4 separate regions of the Pan troglodytes genome follow, and all the other regions are linked to region 1. Evidence: chromatin contacts called from public HiChIP or PLAC-seq data. All regions are on one chromosome and are shown on one strand. The core of a region is the stretch at or near the end of the contact, and the rest is flanking DNA. Distances in the headings are between cores, read along the strand shown.

What was found. HiChIP or PLAC-seq counts read pairs in DNA pulled down with a chosen protein or histone mark.
Region 2: an H3K4me3 HiChIP or PLAC-seq map of stem cell-derived excitatory neurons shows a contact between it and region 1, with 6 times the contacts expected there. The contact joins the promoter of NCOA7 here to the promoter of HDDC2 in region 1.
Region 3: a contact with region 1 is called in an H3K4me3 HiChIP or PLAC-seq map of stem cell-derived excitatory neurons, with 2.7 times the contacts expected there. The contact joins the promoter of LOC129144317 here to the promoter of HDDC2 in region 1. A contact is called at or near these places in 4 of 7 Hi-C or Micro-C datasets (blood, induced pluripotent stem cells, a lymphoblastoid cell line and 1 more), 1 of 1 datasets of contacts at active chromatin or transcription factors (stem cell-derived excitatory neurons) and 1 of 1 other capture datasets (stem cell-derived neural stem cells).
Region 4: a contact with region 1 is called in an H3K4me3 HiChIP or PLAC-seq map of stem cell-derived excitatory neurons, with 3 times the contacts expected there. The contact joins the promoter of RNF217 here to the promoter of HDDC2 in region 1. A contact is called at or near these places in 1 of 7 Hi-C or Micro-C datasets (stem cell-derived neural progenitor cells) and 1 of 1 datasets of contacts at active chromatin or transcription factors (stem cell-derived excitatory neurons).

The regions. Positions count from the first base shown.
Region 1 is chr5:137,179,987-137,183,458 of NHGRI_mPanTro3-v2.0_pri, reverse strand. It overlaps HDDC2 (HD domain containing 2), which reads left to right and starts at 1,854. Exons shown (of 6, transcript XM_001152848.8): 1 at 1,854-2,176; 2 at 3,384-3,472. The coding sequence starts at 2,093.
Region 2 is chr5:137,654,033-137,657,504 of NHGRI_mPanTro3-v2.0_pri, reverse strand. It overlaps NCOA7 (nuclear receptor coactivator 7), which reads right to left and starts at 1,717. Exons shown (of 16, transcript XM_063813429.1): 1 at 1,466-1,717. TRNAE-CUC (transfer RNA glutamic acid (anticodon CUC)) reads left to right here and starts at 2,524; the gene lies at 2,524-2,595.
Region 3 is chr5:137,621,701-137,625,172 of NHGRI_mPanTro3-v2.0_pri, reverse strand. LOC129144317 reads left to right here and starts at 1,726. Exons shown (of 4, transcript XR_010158185.1): 1 at 1,726-3,472. It overlaps HEY2 (hes related family bHLH transcription factor with YRPW motif 2), which reads right to left and starts at 3,289. Exons shown (of 5, transcript XM_016956268.3): 1 at 3,132-3,289. The coding sequence starts at 3,160.
Region 4 is chr5:136,838,311-136,841,782 of NHGRI_mPanTro3-v2.0_pri, reverse strand. RNF217 (ring finger protein 217) reads right to left here and starts at 1,644. Exons shown (of 5, transcript XM_054686920.2): 1 at 174-1,644. The coding sequence starts at 1,055. LOC104006968 (a long non-coding RNA gene) reads left to right here and starts at 291. Exons shown (of 9, transcript XR_010158180.1): 1 at 291-371.

The DNA.
Region 1 (3,472 bases), core at 605-3,104:
TATCCTAACCACGTTTAATACAAGCCCCAATGTCCTTGGCATTTATTTGGTTCTTAGTCATATTTAATCTTGTTGCTGAACCAGTCTTCAAAAAAATTATTTCATGCCTTCTTTCTCCTTGTATTAGTCCATTCTTGCATTGCTATAAAGAACTACTTGAGACTAGGTAATTTATAAAGAAAAGGTATTTCATTGGCTGTACAGGAAGCATGGCTACAGAAACTCACAATCATGGTAGAAGGTGAAGGAGAAGCAGGCATCGTCTTCACCTGGCAGAGCAGAAGAGAAAGAGAGCAAAGGGGAGAAGTGCTACACACCATTAACCAGATCCCATGAGAACTCACTCACTATCACAAGAACTGCAAGGGGGAAGTCTGCCACCATGATCCAATCACCTCCCACCAGGCCCCTCCTCCAACTTTGAGGATTACAGTTTGACATGATATTTGGGTGGGGTCACAGAGCCAAACTATATCACTCCTTAAACCTCAAATGCCTCCTCCTCTATTCACAAACATTCTAGCCTCCTTTCTTCCCAGAGGCCTAGCAAGATTGCACTCCACAGGCCCCCTTTGAAGTTAGACGTGGCAGTGTTACTTATTTCACCAATGATACGTAGACGAAAGGTCATATATCACTTCCAGAGACAGGCTTTAAGAGCCAGAGTGCCACTTTTCTTTTTTCCAATTCTGGCAAAAGAGAGCAAAGAAAGCCTCCTAGCTCCCTGAGTAAGGTTAGAGCAAGCAGCATCCTCTAGCTGATCTACAATAGACACTTAGCATGAGAGAGAAATAAACCTTTGATGTGTTAAACTGCTGAGATACAGGAAATAAGGAGGTTGTTTGTTATTATAACATCCCAGCCTATACTTTGCTTCCTAATTTGGTGAGAAAATAGAAGCAATCAGAAGAGAACTTCTACAACCTCCCATGACCACATGTGTGACTGATTAGTCACCCTATACTCTGTCCTCCTCCAATATTTGAATGAATTCTCCATATTCCTAACTAAAGCCCATCTTTTATCTTGTACACCAGATGGGAATATTTTTCCTTACTCAAGGCTGACATTCAAATATTTCTCTTCTTTGTCTCTTATATAATCAATGTTTCCCTTTCTACTAGATCCCCTTCATCAGTAAATAAACATACATAATATCTCCTGTTTTGAAACAATCTCTCCACTAGTTAACAGCACCCCAACCCCATCTCCAATGTGCTGTAATACTTGCTCCTATTCTCTTCAGAATTATCTCACTAGGTTCTGCTTGTCCCACTACACTGAAAACTACTTTTGTCAGGGTAACCAATAATATTGAATTTACTAAGTCTGGAAGTCAAACCTTGGTCCTTACATTGACTTGGTTGACCATATTCCTTCCTTCTTGAAATATTTTTGTACATGGCTTCCAGGACACAACTATCCTACCTACTAATCCTCTTCCTACCTCACTGGCTGTTCCCTCTTGATCTCACAAAGTCTAAATGTTGGGGTTCAGGTCTTGGGTGTCTTTTCTTCCTCATTCACACCCTCTTGCCAGGTGACCTCATCCAGTTTCATGGTTTTACACTGTCAACTGAAGAATAACGAGGTTCATAAATTTAGAAAGGAGAGCTTTATTTTTCATAAAGAGTACTGAGTGTCAAGTATGTGCCAAGCAAGGTGTCTGCCACTGACGGAGCAATGCCCAAGCAGCGGACACCAAGGCCAAGAAGGCGAAGGCTGGACAGAAGGTCCTGAGAAAACCGTGAGAATATGGAGGAGGGGGAGGAGGAATAAGAACAGGAGGAGGAGGGGGAGGAGGAATAAGAACAGGAGGAGGAGGAAGAGGAGGGGGAGAGAGGAAGAGGGGCAGGAGGAAGAGGAAGAGGAGAAAGCGGAAGTGGGGGAGGAAGAAGAGGAGGAGGAGGAGTTGGAAGGGGAGGAGGAAGAGGGGGAGCAGGAAGAGGGGCAGAAGGAAGAAGAAGAGGGGGAGGAGAAAGAGAAAGAAGAGTAAGAGGAGGGGGAAGAAAGACAAGGGGAAGGGGAGGAGGAGGAGGACGGGGAGGAGCTTCGCCGCGGCCTGCTCCGCCCAGCCGGGGTCGGTGGCCGCATGGCTTCGGTCTCCTCTGCGACCTTCTCGGGCCACGGGGCTCGGTCCCTACTGCAATTCCTGCGGCTGGTAGGGCAGCTCAAGGTGAGCGGGCACCAGGCCGGGAGGCCGCGGCCGAGCGGGCGGGACTGTGGGGCGGCGGAGCTTCCGGCCTCCCCGCTCGGCCCGCGGTCTTTCCCCTTCCTGCGCCGCGTCAGCCACGCCGAATTCGGGAAAGGCCCCAGTCCTGCGGATGCGGCCGCGCGTCGCCGACGGTGGACGGAGGAAGCAGCCGGCGGGACAGGCTGGCCAGCTGGGGCGGCCCGGAGTCTGAGCCTAGAGCCTGGCGCCGCGAGGTCCGCCCTGCAGCCGCGCCGGTTCCCGGAGAGCAGCCGGCCTGGCCCTGCCTGCACTGAGCTTTTCCGGGGCTCACGACCCCAGAACTCATGTGTGTGTGTGTGTGTGCGCGCGCGCGCGCGCGCTCACGACCTGTGTGTGTGTGTGTGTGTGTGTGTGTGTGTGTGTGTAAAGCGCGGCTGCTTCTGAGCACGGGTGGGAAGAACAGAATCTGTCGGCTCTTCAGATTTTAAGTGGAGCTTTTTATGTCTGTCTCACAGTTACTTCCAGAAACAAGACTTTTCTCCCGGCCACCCCGCAAACGGGATTTAATGTAATACACACGAGTTTCATCATGTGCGTCTTCCCTGTCTCTCTCCCAAGTTCAAAGTAAATTATCCGTTTCATGCCACTCTGACTACTATTTATAACATTCCTTAGAGATGTAGAATTCTGAGGAAGAAATGCAGTTTCACAAGATGAAGTTATGATGTGAATAAAAGGAAGAGTCACGGCTGGTGGTAGCATCAAGCAGTTAGAAGTGCCCTTATCCCTTGTGCCTCAGAATTTGGAAGCCTATCACTCGTTCACTTTCAGACCCTTCAATACAGTGTTTTCTGCTTGTGTAGGATTATTTGAAGGCACAAAGCCGCAACTCTTGTTCGGAAAAATGCAGTTTTGTTTTTGTTTAAAGGACTTGCATATGTTCCATAATTATACATCAGTAACAGAGTAATTTGACGAATGGACTTTGTGACTTAACTCTCTCTGTCTTCTACCCTTTCATTCTCTGAGCTCTCTAGTTCATTTGATTCCAGATGTCTATCATTTTAGCTAGTTTAGCAAAACATTTTGTAATAGGTTCTGAAATTACGACCCGGCTTCTGTGTGTTATATCCTGGACATCTCTTGAAGAGCATAGCAGATAGTTAATATTTGTTCTTTAAAACTTCTTTTTCTTTTTCATATTTATCAGAGAGTCCCACGGACTGGCTGGGTATACAGAAATGTCCAGAGGCCGGAGAGCGTTTCAGATCACATGTACCGGATGGCAGTTATGGCTAT
Region 2 (3,472 bases), core at 468-2,967, 470 kb before region 1:
CAACATGTTCTGGGGATTAGGACAGTGACATCTCTGGTGTTGTGGGGTGAAGTGGACATTTCTGCCTACCACACTTACCCATTACAGGTAATGTGATACACTGGAATTATGTGCATTCTGATATAATGCACACATCACTTAGGATAGTTGTCCTGCCAGAAGAAATATTTAAATTGACTAACTTTCTGAAACTGTTGTCCTCCACTATTCAAAAAGGTCAATGATGTAAAAGAAAAAAGGCTGCGGAAACTGTTCCAGAGTAAAGGAAGGAGACTACAGATACATGACAACTAAATGCAAGGTATAATCCAAGAGTGTAGCCTAGATTAAAAGAAAAACTATAAATGAGATTATTAGGACAACTAGAAAATTTGATTATTGACCATATAATAAATGACAATGTGGAATTAAATTTCTTGAGTTGATAATTATATTGATTGCTCTTAGTAGATGCATAATACAGTGTTTAGTATGTATGATAAAGCATCATGCTGTCTGCAGCTAACCCCAAATGGTTCCGAAAAAAATAGAGAAAGCATATATGGAAAATATTAATAATTGATGAATCTAGAACAGTACTGTAAGATAGAAATATAATGTAAGGACATGTATAATTTTAAATATCCTAGTAGCTACATTTAAAAAGTAAAAAGAAAGCAAAATTAAGTTTAATAATATTTTATTTAACCCAATATATCCAATTATTCTCATTTAAAAATGTAATTAAAGTAAAAAGTATTAACACGATATTTTACATTTCTTTTTTTTAAATACTAAGGCTTAAACATACAGTGTGGATCCAGCATTTACATAACATCTATTCATACTGGCTACATTTTAGTGCCTAATAGCCACAAGTTGCTGGAGCTCTAAATTGGAAGGCAAAGGTATGGATGAAGGGTATATGTGTGTTCAATGTTCTATAGTTGCAACTTTCTGTTGCTTTGACATGTTTCGAAACCAAAAAGTTGGAGGAAAATGAACCAGATATGTGTTGTATGTGCATAGATTATTTCTGGGAGATACAGAAGAAGCTGGTAACACTGGTTACTTCTGGGAAGAAGAAAGGAGTGAGTAGGAGGATGGTTTTCACCATACCCTTTTGTACTTTGTGTAAAATATTGTGACTAAACCTATACAAATTTAAACTAATATCTGCTTAATCTTTTTATTCAAAACCAGATGGTCTAATGCTGAGGTCTAGCAACCCCTTAAGTAAGAGTTAAGAGCTCCACCTACTGAACTTGATCTAAGATTCCTTGGGATAGGAAAAAAGGGTCCCACTTAAAATACAATAAAGTGTAGAAATTTCTTCTGATGATTTTTCTATCTTATTATCTTAATAACCCCTTTAAATCTTCCTGTTCTCATATTATTACATATTTTCAGATAAAGTATCTCAATGATTTAAACTCCATCTCTGAGCTGCTGAAAAAAAAGATACGAGATTCAAGCACAGGCTCACCTAATTTTTGTGGTAATGGATGATGACTGCAACTCACAGTGGCGCCGGATGTTGTGAGCAAGTTCATTACAAATTTATGTCTTACTTAAGCTTCCTTCCATCTTGCAGCGGAGCGAAGTCTCTTGGGTCAGATTTCTTCAACTATAACGGCTGACATTTTCAAAGTTGAGTTATATCTTACTGCCCTCTGCATCTACTTTATGAGGGTTTCTGAATTAAGGCTGGGCTGTAAGGTGTCTTGACTCCTTTGGTAATTGCATCATTTCCTGGCCGTGTCTAGTATATAAGGCGGAGAAGTGAAGCAATTGCCCAGATAATAACACAGTTTGGAAAGTAGGAGGATGACAAACACAGTGGGTTTGAAGGACTTGCTTGGAGCCTTGGGCAGATGTCCTGATCCTTCACTAGGCATACCACCCACAGCTCTCTCAGCTTCGTTAGCCTGCGTGTGCCAAATAAATAAAATAGAACCGCGTGCTATGAGGCTACGTGACCCTTCATCACCCATATTTGTAGAGCACGCGCTCTGCACCCAGGACAGCGCGGGGTCGCTCCGGCTCTTCGCCGAGAAACGCTCTCAGCTGGTGGCAATCTATCGTTAGATTTAGTAAAATGTTTAGAGGGACTTATCATCCGCGTGACAGAGAACGAAGAAAGACGGAGAGGGACAGAACTTAGATTTGGAAAGAGCAGCTAAAATGGTTAATAAAATAATAAAGCAAATTACAAGGCTCTGGACAGTACGCGTCCAGACAACACTTGTCTTGGTAAAGAGATTTACATGTTACGTAAAAGAATGAGAATTTCCAGGATATATTTTCCAGCATGGCAATAGGAAGAGGATTAGATTTGGAGGGTATAGGTTTTTTCCTCAAGGGGCCATCCCGGCGCTTCCGAGAATTTGCTTCAATTTCAGGAAATAGATTCGGGGACCAGGACTCAGAACAAGAACAAAGTGGGTGTGGCTTAGACGTAATACTCTATCCCCTACTGGTTAGAGGAAGTAAGTGCAGATTTTTAACATAGCAAATATGTTTAGGGAGAAACGTTAAGTAAGTTCCCTGGTGGTCTAGTGGTTAGGATTCGGCGCTCTCACCGCCGCGGCCCGGGTTCGATTCCCGGTCAGGGAAAACTTGTTTTCCTTGACATTTGTGTCCTGCATGCCATTTAGAAGTCAAGAGTTTTGTGTAGTTTTCACTCGCTGGTTGGGTTTTTTTTTCATAGTATTTTTTTTTCTTTTTAAATCATAAGTTTTATGTACTTTTCATTCGCTTGTTGGGGTTTTTTAATCATTAAAAATTGACCGTTTTAAAAGTTTATTTAATCTAAGGCTTAAAATACGCCATCTCTATTTACAGGTAATGTAATTTATAATCAATCAAATAACATAAAGTTCTGTGATTCTAAAATTGTATTTTTCAGTTTTTAAAAATAATTTGGATGTGTTTACAAGCAGTCAGTTAAGCCTTTGTTTAACCTTGATTTTGTTTGACTAATAAAAGAGGAAGATAGTTTTATGAGGAATAATACTTATTCAGTATCATGCTTAGAGTTAATTTTTAGTTTTTCTGTACATTCAGATTATGTACTTTGGAGATTATTTGCCTATATTGGAGCTATTCCTACTCTCATCTCTATAAATATGAGATCTTTTCTGAGATGTATGGTTGGACATAGCTAGTTTATTGTGTTTTAATAACTCATTTAGTTAATGTTTTTTTTGCTAATTTTAAATTTTCTCTAAGAGATTTACACAAATATAGTAAATGTGTTACATCCAGAGTATCAATTCCCACTATATAAACCATATAGGCCCCTCAAAAATGCACCTACTTATCATTAGTAATTCCCACATTCAGGGTAAAGTAGAATTCTGGGAGTTCCTCAAAGGAAAATATGGCAATGGTGGAGTCAAAAAAAGAAAAATAGTGTTATATAGACATTAAGTTTTTTTTGATCCTGAAAGTTCTAAACCATCCTAACCTTTGCCACTTTTTGAGCTGTTGG
Region 3 (3,472 bases), core at 477-2,976, 440 kb before region 1:
CTTTGAAAATGAAACCGTAGGTGTGTCTCAGACTTTAGGCTAAGCTTAAATCTCCAGAAGCTGCAATGCACCTTGGATTTACTAATGAAAATATATTTTTATATTGAAAGTTCAATCAAAGTATTATTTGGTCACATAATTTTTACAATCCTTTCTAGTTTGTATCTGTTTCTCTTCATAATTCATGGATACTATGCTTCTTTGTGTTCTCAAATTCCCCAGGTTCCTGTTATTTGTTCTCTTTCATTTTAGAAATGCTGCACACACCAGGTTGCTATTACCTCACCTTCTCACTTCTGGATCTTATTTCTGAATTACCTGTCCCCCTCATTTTCACCCCTTCTTTACGGGTTTCACCTTTCACGTGATAGCTTCTGTTTTTCAGACCTCATTTTTAAAGACGGCACAACAACACTTTAATGATTAGATACTTAAACCTTCGGTTTCGTGTAAATATCTTTGCTCTTGCAGATTTTGTGCTTTGCTTTGTATGTATTAGAATAACAATATGAAAGAAAACCAGTTTTCCAAAGGTAGGAAGAATTTCCCTCTTTGAGTGACAGCTGCAGATAAATAATTAAGGTGCTTCTGGGGATGCCAATTAGAAGCAATTATCATTTGACCCGCCTTGGCTCTAAAATGCCTCGGTAATCTCCCTCTGTCACAGGAAAGTGGAGGTCTGGCTTCTGTGATTACGACGCCGATCTCTTCCAGACTTGAGAACAAGCAGTCAAAGAAATGATGCCCTTTCCGATGCTTACATCTGTCACTCACTCTTGCGTTAGCCAAGTCACACACGGTCAACCTGCAAAGTTCAACCTACGTAGCCTTGACATCGCAGGTTGCTTTAATTCCTCCAAAGATCAAGTTGTGATTTTGGTATCTCTAAAAATCAAAAATCAAATTGTTTTTATTTTCTCCTGATCTATTTTGAAAGTGCCCCCAAATACGGTTTCAGTGGCTGGGACATCGCCTGTCGCCCAGACGCTGCCGTTCGCGCGTCCAACTGTGACAGCCAGGACCCTCCCTCGCCAATTCCTGCGCTCTGCCTTTCAGTGGCGTCTCCCATCCTGGCTACTCCACCCCTACGGTGAAAATCCACATCCCTTGCCCCATCCCAACTCACGCTCTGCGAGCGCCCACCACTCAAACTTTCTCAGGCCAAACTTTCCCTCTCTACCCAGATGCTGCGGAGACCAGCCTCGGGATTTCCAGGGAGCCACGCATTCACAAAGCTACCCCAAGCTCCCGAGCTGCGGGCCGCTCCCGCGGAGCCCGCGCTCACCCCGAGTAATTGTTCTCGCTCCCCACGTCGATGGTCTCGTCCATGTCGCTCTCGGAGGTCGTCTCCTCGCAGGGGCGCTTCATCCCGGCGAAGACCGCGCGGGGCACAGCCCGGCCGGAAGCTCGGACGCCGAGCGGGGCGCAGCACCCTGGCGCCCGCCTCCTCCCTCCCCGGGCCTGGGCAGGCGCGGCTCCGGCGGCGGCGCGGTCTGCTCCTAGCGGCTCTTTCCCACGCCGCAACTCTGCTCGGCCCCAAGAGCCGGCGCCGGCCACGCCCCCCCCTCGAGCGGGTGGGGCCACCTCACCCGCCCCCGCGCACCGGCCCAGGCCTTCCGCCCGGCACCGCCCCCTCGCTGGTCGGCGTGGCCCGCGATTGGCTGGGCCAGGGGGCGGGGCTGCGCTCGCCAATGACCGCCGCAAGGCTCCAGCAGAGGCGTGGGAACGCCGCCGCGGACCTGGTACCCCAGAGCAGCGAGCGGGTGGGGAGCAGCCGGGGCGAGAGTGAGCGCAATCTTGCTAACCCCTGCGGAGGGAACGCGCGGGCGCCAACGCGGGCGCGGCGGGGGCGGGCCCTGGACCTGGACCTTGGGTTTCGGCCCTCCTCCGCGCCCCGCGGTCTCGCGGGCGAAGTTTCAGTCCTGAGTGTAAAGAATAACCCCGAGCGCGTGGCTAAGTGCGAGCAGGCGCGTGTGATGTCGGGAGGCGCCGCGGCTCCTCGGCCGCCCCACTCGGTGGTCCCCTGTCTGGACCCAAACTGCTGACTGGCTGACCCGAGTGGTCACATTTGCCCTCTGGGGCTTTTGAAAAGCTTAAATCAAAATTGCTTTTGAATCTGACAACTCCTGAGGCTACTTTCGCGGCCTCGGGGCTGTTTCATATAAGGACGCGAGTTTTCCCGATCAGGTCGGTCGGCCACGTTACGATTTCCAATTTGCGATCCATCAGTTACTTCCATTGGGTCTTCAGCCCGCAGGGACTGTGGATCCTAGACCCCGCGGAGAAGCCCGTGGACTGGAGCTGTGTCAGCTCTGATGGTAGGAAAGACTAGATCAATGACGCGGGCATTTCAGGACATAATCGTATATTTTCAAGTTCGAGTTTTTCGGGCTTCGATTGTCCAGATAATTGCCTCCAGTCTCCTCCAGTCCCCCTGGTGTATGCACTCGCAGCCGCAGAGTTAGAGTCCGGGACGTGAAGATTGGCGCTTGGAAATTAGATTTGGTTTCTAAAGTATGAATTCGTGTCCAACAGTTCGTGCCTTGGACAACGTGGGTTGTATAAAACTCAAGCTGTGTGTTTAAAACATGTTTTCTAGCTGCTGGTTCTCTCCAAGTTATGTAGGACTTTTGAACTGGCCACCCCGCTGTGCGTCTGCGAGGGCAGGGACTGAGCGAGACCCAGCCAGGGGCGCCGGGGTCCGCTCGCCGGCTCCGGCGCGGCGGTGCCGGGAGACTGGCGGCGGCTGGGTTGGGGTCCAGCCGGAAACCACACGTTGGCAGGGCCGCTTGGTCAGTAGTGGAGAGAGCCTCTGAGAAAGGGCCGTCTATCGATCCCCAGAGCCCTCCGTCACGGACGGATTCATAGCTTCCTGGGGATCGGCCCAGGGCGTCCCTTTGACACTCCGTTCTCTGTCCACACAAGCCCGGCGCGGGGCGGGGAGAAGAGGAAAGGACGCGACTGGGAAAGACGGGACCCTGGCGGGGTTTGGCCCGGGGGAGAGCGGGAAGGAGCCCGGTCGGCGCGGAGGACCTGCGGCCAGCGTGCTAAGCCCTTATTAGAACAGAAACCCCTTTCCCCCCACACTCTCATCTCTTTTGCGCTGTCCCCACCGCCATGCCTTCAATAACCTTGTGAATAGAAACCCGAATCGTTCCATCTTGGCTTCTGAAACTTAACCTCAGGCAAAGCACACACTCGGCGGGGCCAGGTGGGGCTGGATGGGGTCCGCGCCCGACGGCGGGGCCGCGGGGGTCGGTGAACCCCAGCTCCCCTGTCGGCCTCAGGGCGGGTGGCTGGGTCGGCGCGGGGTTCGGGGCCTCCGGTCGGCTGCACGAGGGCGGGCCAGGACCCAGACCCCGTCCCCGCTCCGGCCCCGCAATCCAGCGGGTGACGAGCCTGACGCGCGCCGGTCGCCTGCCACTTCCCGCCCCGAGCGCCCTGGGCCAGTACCTCCCGGCCGCAGGTGAAC
Region 4 (3,472 bases), core at 395-2,894, 340 kb after region 1:
ACCAGTGAGGTCAAAATACACTTAAATAACAACTGAGACGTGAGAAACTAACAGAGATCCTCAGTAAGTGTGTCGGTCACCTCTTCGCGCGAGCAGGGAGATCAGATCGAGAGCAGGACCTCCTCGCCAGTGATTTGGAATGATAAATGGGGAAGAGAAGGGGGTGAAGTTACCTGGGCGCTCAGGTAGACTTTGAGGCACTCCTCGCACACGGCCTTCTTGCAGCAAGGCAGGGGCTTGATGGGCTTGTCTTCCAGGCACACCCGGCACATCAGCACCATGAGGGGCGCATAGGGATCCCCTACACCGCCCAGGCCAGAGTAGGTTGGAGCTCCCAACAGGCTGGGCATGGAGAACGGCTCGGGCGCCAGGTAGAACTCCAGCTCGATGCTGCCGCCGTCGGGGGAGAGGGAATCCTTTGGGAGGGACAGTCGGGGGCTGGGGAAGGAAGAGCGGCTGCTGGGAGGGTTCAACACTGGCGGAGCCCCAGGTGGCGACGCGGGCGGCGAGAGCTGCTCCGAGGCGGGGGCCTCGGGCAGGTCGCTCTCCACGCAGTACACGGAGCAGAAGACTTGTCTCTTGGCGAGGGGCGGGCGCCGCTGACCCAGCACGTCCAGGACCAGTCCGTCGGCGGCCCCCGCGCGGGTCCTGGGCTCCAGCTCTTCGCCGGGGGGCGCCTCCTGCTGTTCATCCCCTCCCTCTTTTCCATCCCCAGCTTCCTCCTCTTCCTCCTCCAGCTCCAACTGCAGTGGCAAGGTCTGGGGATTGAGAGGCCCGGTGAGTGCCAGTCCCGCAGGCTGCGCCGGTGCTCGGCTCTTACTCCAGCCCGGGGGCCCCAGGCTCCTCGCGGGCTCCGGGGCGCTGGTGTCCGCGCAGCCCCAGTCGCTTCCGCAGCCACCGCTGCTCGGCTCCGCGGAGGCGGCGCGCAGCGGGGGCGCCCGGGCGCTGTCCCCCTGAGGCCTCGGGAGCTCAGGGTGGCCCGCAGTGCCACTGGCGAGGGTCTGCGACTCCTGGGGCCCGCCGCCGCCGCTCACCGTGCTCTGCTCCTCGCCCATCGCCGCCCGCGGCCCGCGCCGCCGCTGCCCATCCAGCCACCGGGACCCCCACCCGGCGCCGGCGGGCAGCGGGGGCAGTGGCTCGGCTCGACTCGCGGCTCCGCTTCTGCTTCCGGGTCCTTCCTCCTGGGCTGGGACGCCCCAAGTCCCCTCCGGGGAGCCCGTGCTCCGAGGCTGCGGCGCGTGGGGAGCCTGGCCCGGCCCGCCGCTCCTCCTCGTACTCTGGCGCGGCGGGGCACCGCCTCGGGGGCGCCGAGGGCCGCTCGCTCTGGGCTCGGGCGCGCCCGCCCCACATGCAGCTCGGGGCGGCGCCGCAGCCCCAGCGAGCCCCAGGCGGGACAGAGGGGTCTGGGAGGAGACGGCCGTCAGTCCCGCGCCATCACCGGTCCCGGCTGCCGGACGCGCGGCCCGAGGGCGGTGGTCAAAGGGTCGAGGGGCCTGTGGCGCCGCCGCGGCGCGCACCAGGAGGTGCAGCCGGAGCGCTGGCCAGTCGCAGGGCCCCTGGGGGAGAGGCCGGAGCGGGCGACCTCCCTCTCCCCGCGCTTCACCTACAGCCCTCCTCGCCGCCCCTCACCCCACCCCTTTGGCGCACACCTCCCCACACGTACACACGCGCGCAGGCACCCGCGCACACACACACGCACACCCTGAGTGGGTGTGATCTAAGAGCTGAGATGCGCTTTCTCGCCCGGAGTTCACACTCAGCCTCAACAAAACCCTCAGAGCAGGCAGGCTCCCCTTTGGTCTCCGCATTCAGTAGAACTTCCTACAAAACTACACTCAGCTCTGGAATTAGTAAACGCTGGCTATTTAGGATGTCCAGTTCAGAGAAATAATGCTAAGGATTATGAATTCTAAATGCTGTATATTACAACTCTGTTTTTCTGCCTAGTGGAGTAGGAAGAATCTTCGAAACCCATAAATAATCGAAAAAGCACTTTCGATCTACTCCTCCAACTGGAATCCTTACAAGAGTTGATAACTAATTTAAGATTTGTCTCTTTTTCTTCGCCTACAGTGTTCTCTTAGAAGTTTTTTTTTTTTTTTAACCCTTTTCAGCATTCCAAAATATAGCACAAGGTGGAAAAATGTCCTGACCTAATTAATAAACTGGATCATTAGTGGAAATCATGGGCAGTTTCATTAGCATAACCATATTTATCCTCAAAACTGTTTCCAAAACAACAATTATATGTGAGCCAGGACTTAATTATGTGTTGATCTATCTTTATTTTACAGGAAGTATTACTTACTCACCCAGACACTGGTGTTTTAGTTCCCTAAAGCCAGTGAAAACATTTTTGGGAAGCCAGCCCTTGTTTTTTTTCTCCTGAGAGGGAATTCAATTTACACATTCATGTAATAGCAAGGAACTGTAAAGTGTGTAGAATTTTATTTTTTAATCTCGAAGTTGTTATTGGGTTGTTCTAAAATATTTTCCAAATCAGATGCAAATGATACAAAGGTGACTAGCGATGCAAACTAAGAAAGCAGTGTAATGCCAAAGAACATTTCCATCATATATGTGTGTCTGAGGCTCAGTTGCAAGCAAAGGTATGAATTCGATGTCTAAATGCCATGTCATCTATCGGTCTGACCCAAGAATGGAAAATTCTTATTTTGAAGATTAAATGCTATTCGAGGATTCTTTTCTTTTTTATCTCAGCTAAGTGATTTCCTGGTAACTGCTGTTTTCTCCAAATGATACTTTAAGTGCTTATTGTTTTAAAGACAGAGACAAGAAACCTACTTATGTGTGCCTTTTGAGTGTGCCATCTGATGACCAAGCCACTATTCTTTCCAGAGATATAAAAGTAATCTGCATTTTCCAGGTGACAACAGGCTAAGACCAGAGTAACAATAATGGATGCCAAAAAGTATATTCCCACAGCGTCTATTGGAATAAAACCCCTCAAAGTCCTCTTATAGTTTTGGGAACCCCTCCTCACACACATTTTTCACTCGTATTCTGAGAACTTGTTCTTCCAGTGTTTACCATTTTATTCCTTATCCCTTAGGTTCCAGCTTACTGGAAGTGGCTGTCCTCTACACCAAACCCATTAGAAGTCCCTGCTGGGACTCATGATGGCCGCCCATATCTCTGCTGCTTAAAACTGCAGCCCTTTATTTTGCCATGACTTCTTCCCTACAGAATTCTTTGGGCCTTTGTGAAAATAGAATAATATGTGGTTCCCTATTTCCACCCTCCAGATTGGCCCAAACTTGCCTGAATCCTTGACCCACCACCCCTGGCATTCAATCTAGTGCTCATGGGACTCCAGCAGCATGGAAGTGAATTAAATTGAAAAGTTAACATGGTGGTTCCACAATGAATTTTCTCTGAAGTGCATGAAGCACCAGTAATGATTGTTTCGATGGGATTAATTTTTTAAAGAAGGATTGGTAGAAAACATTTT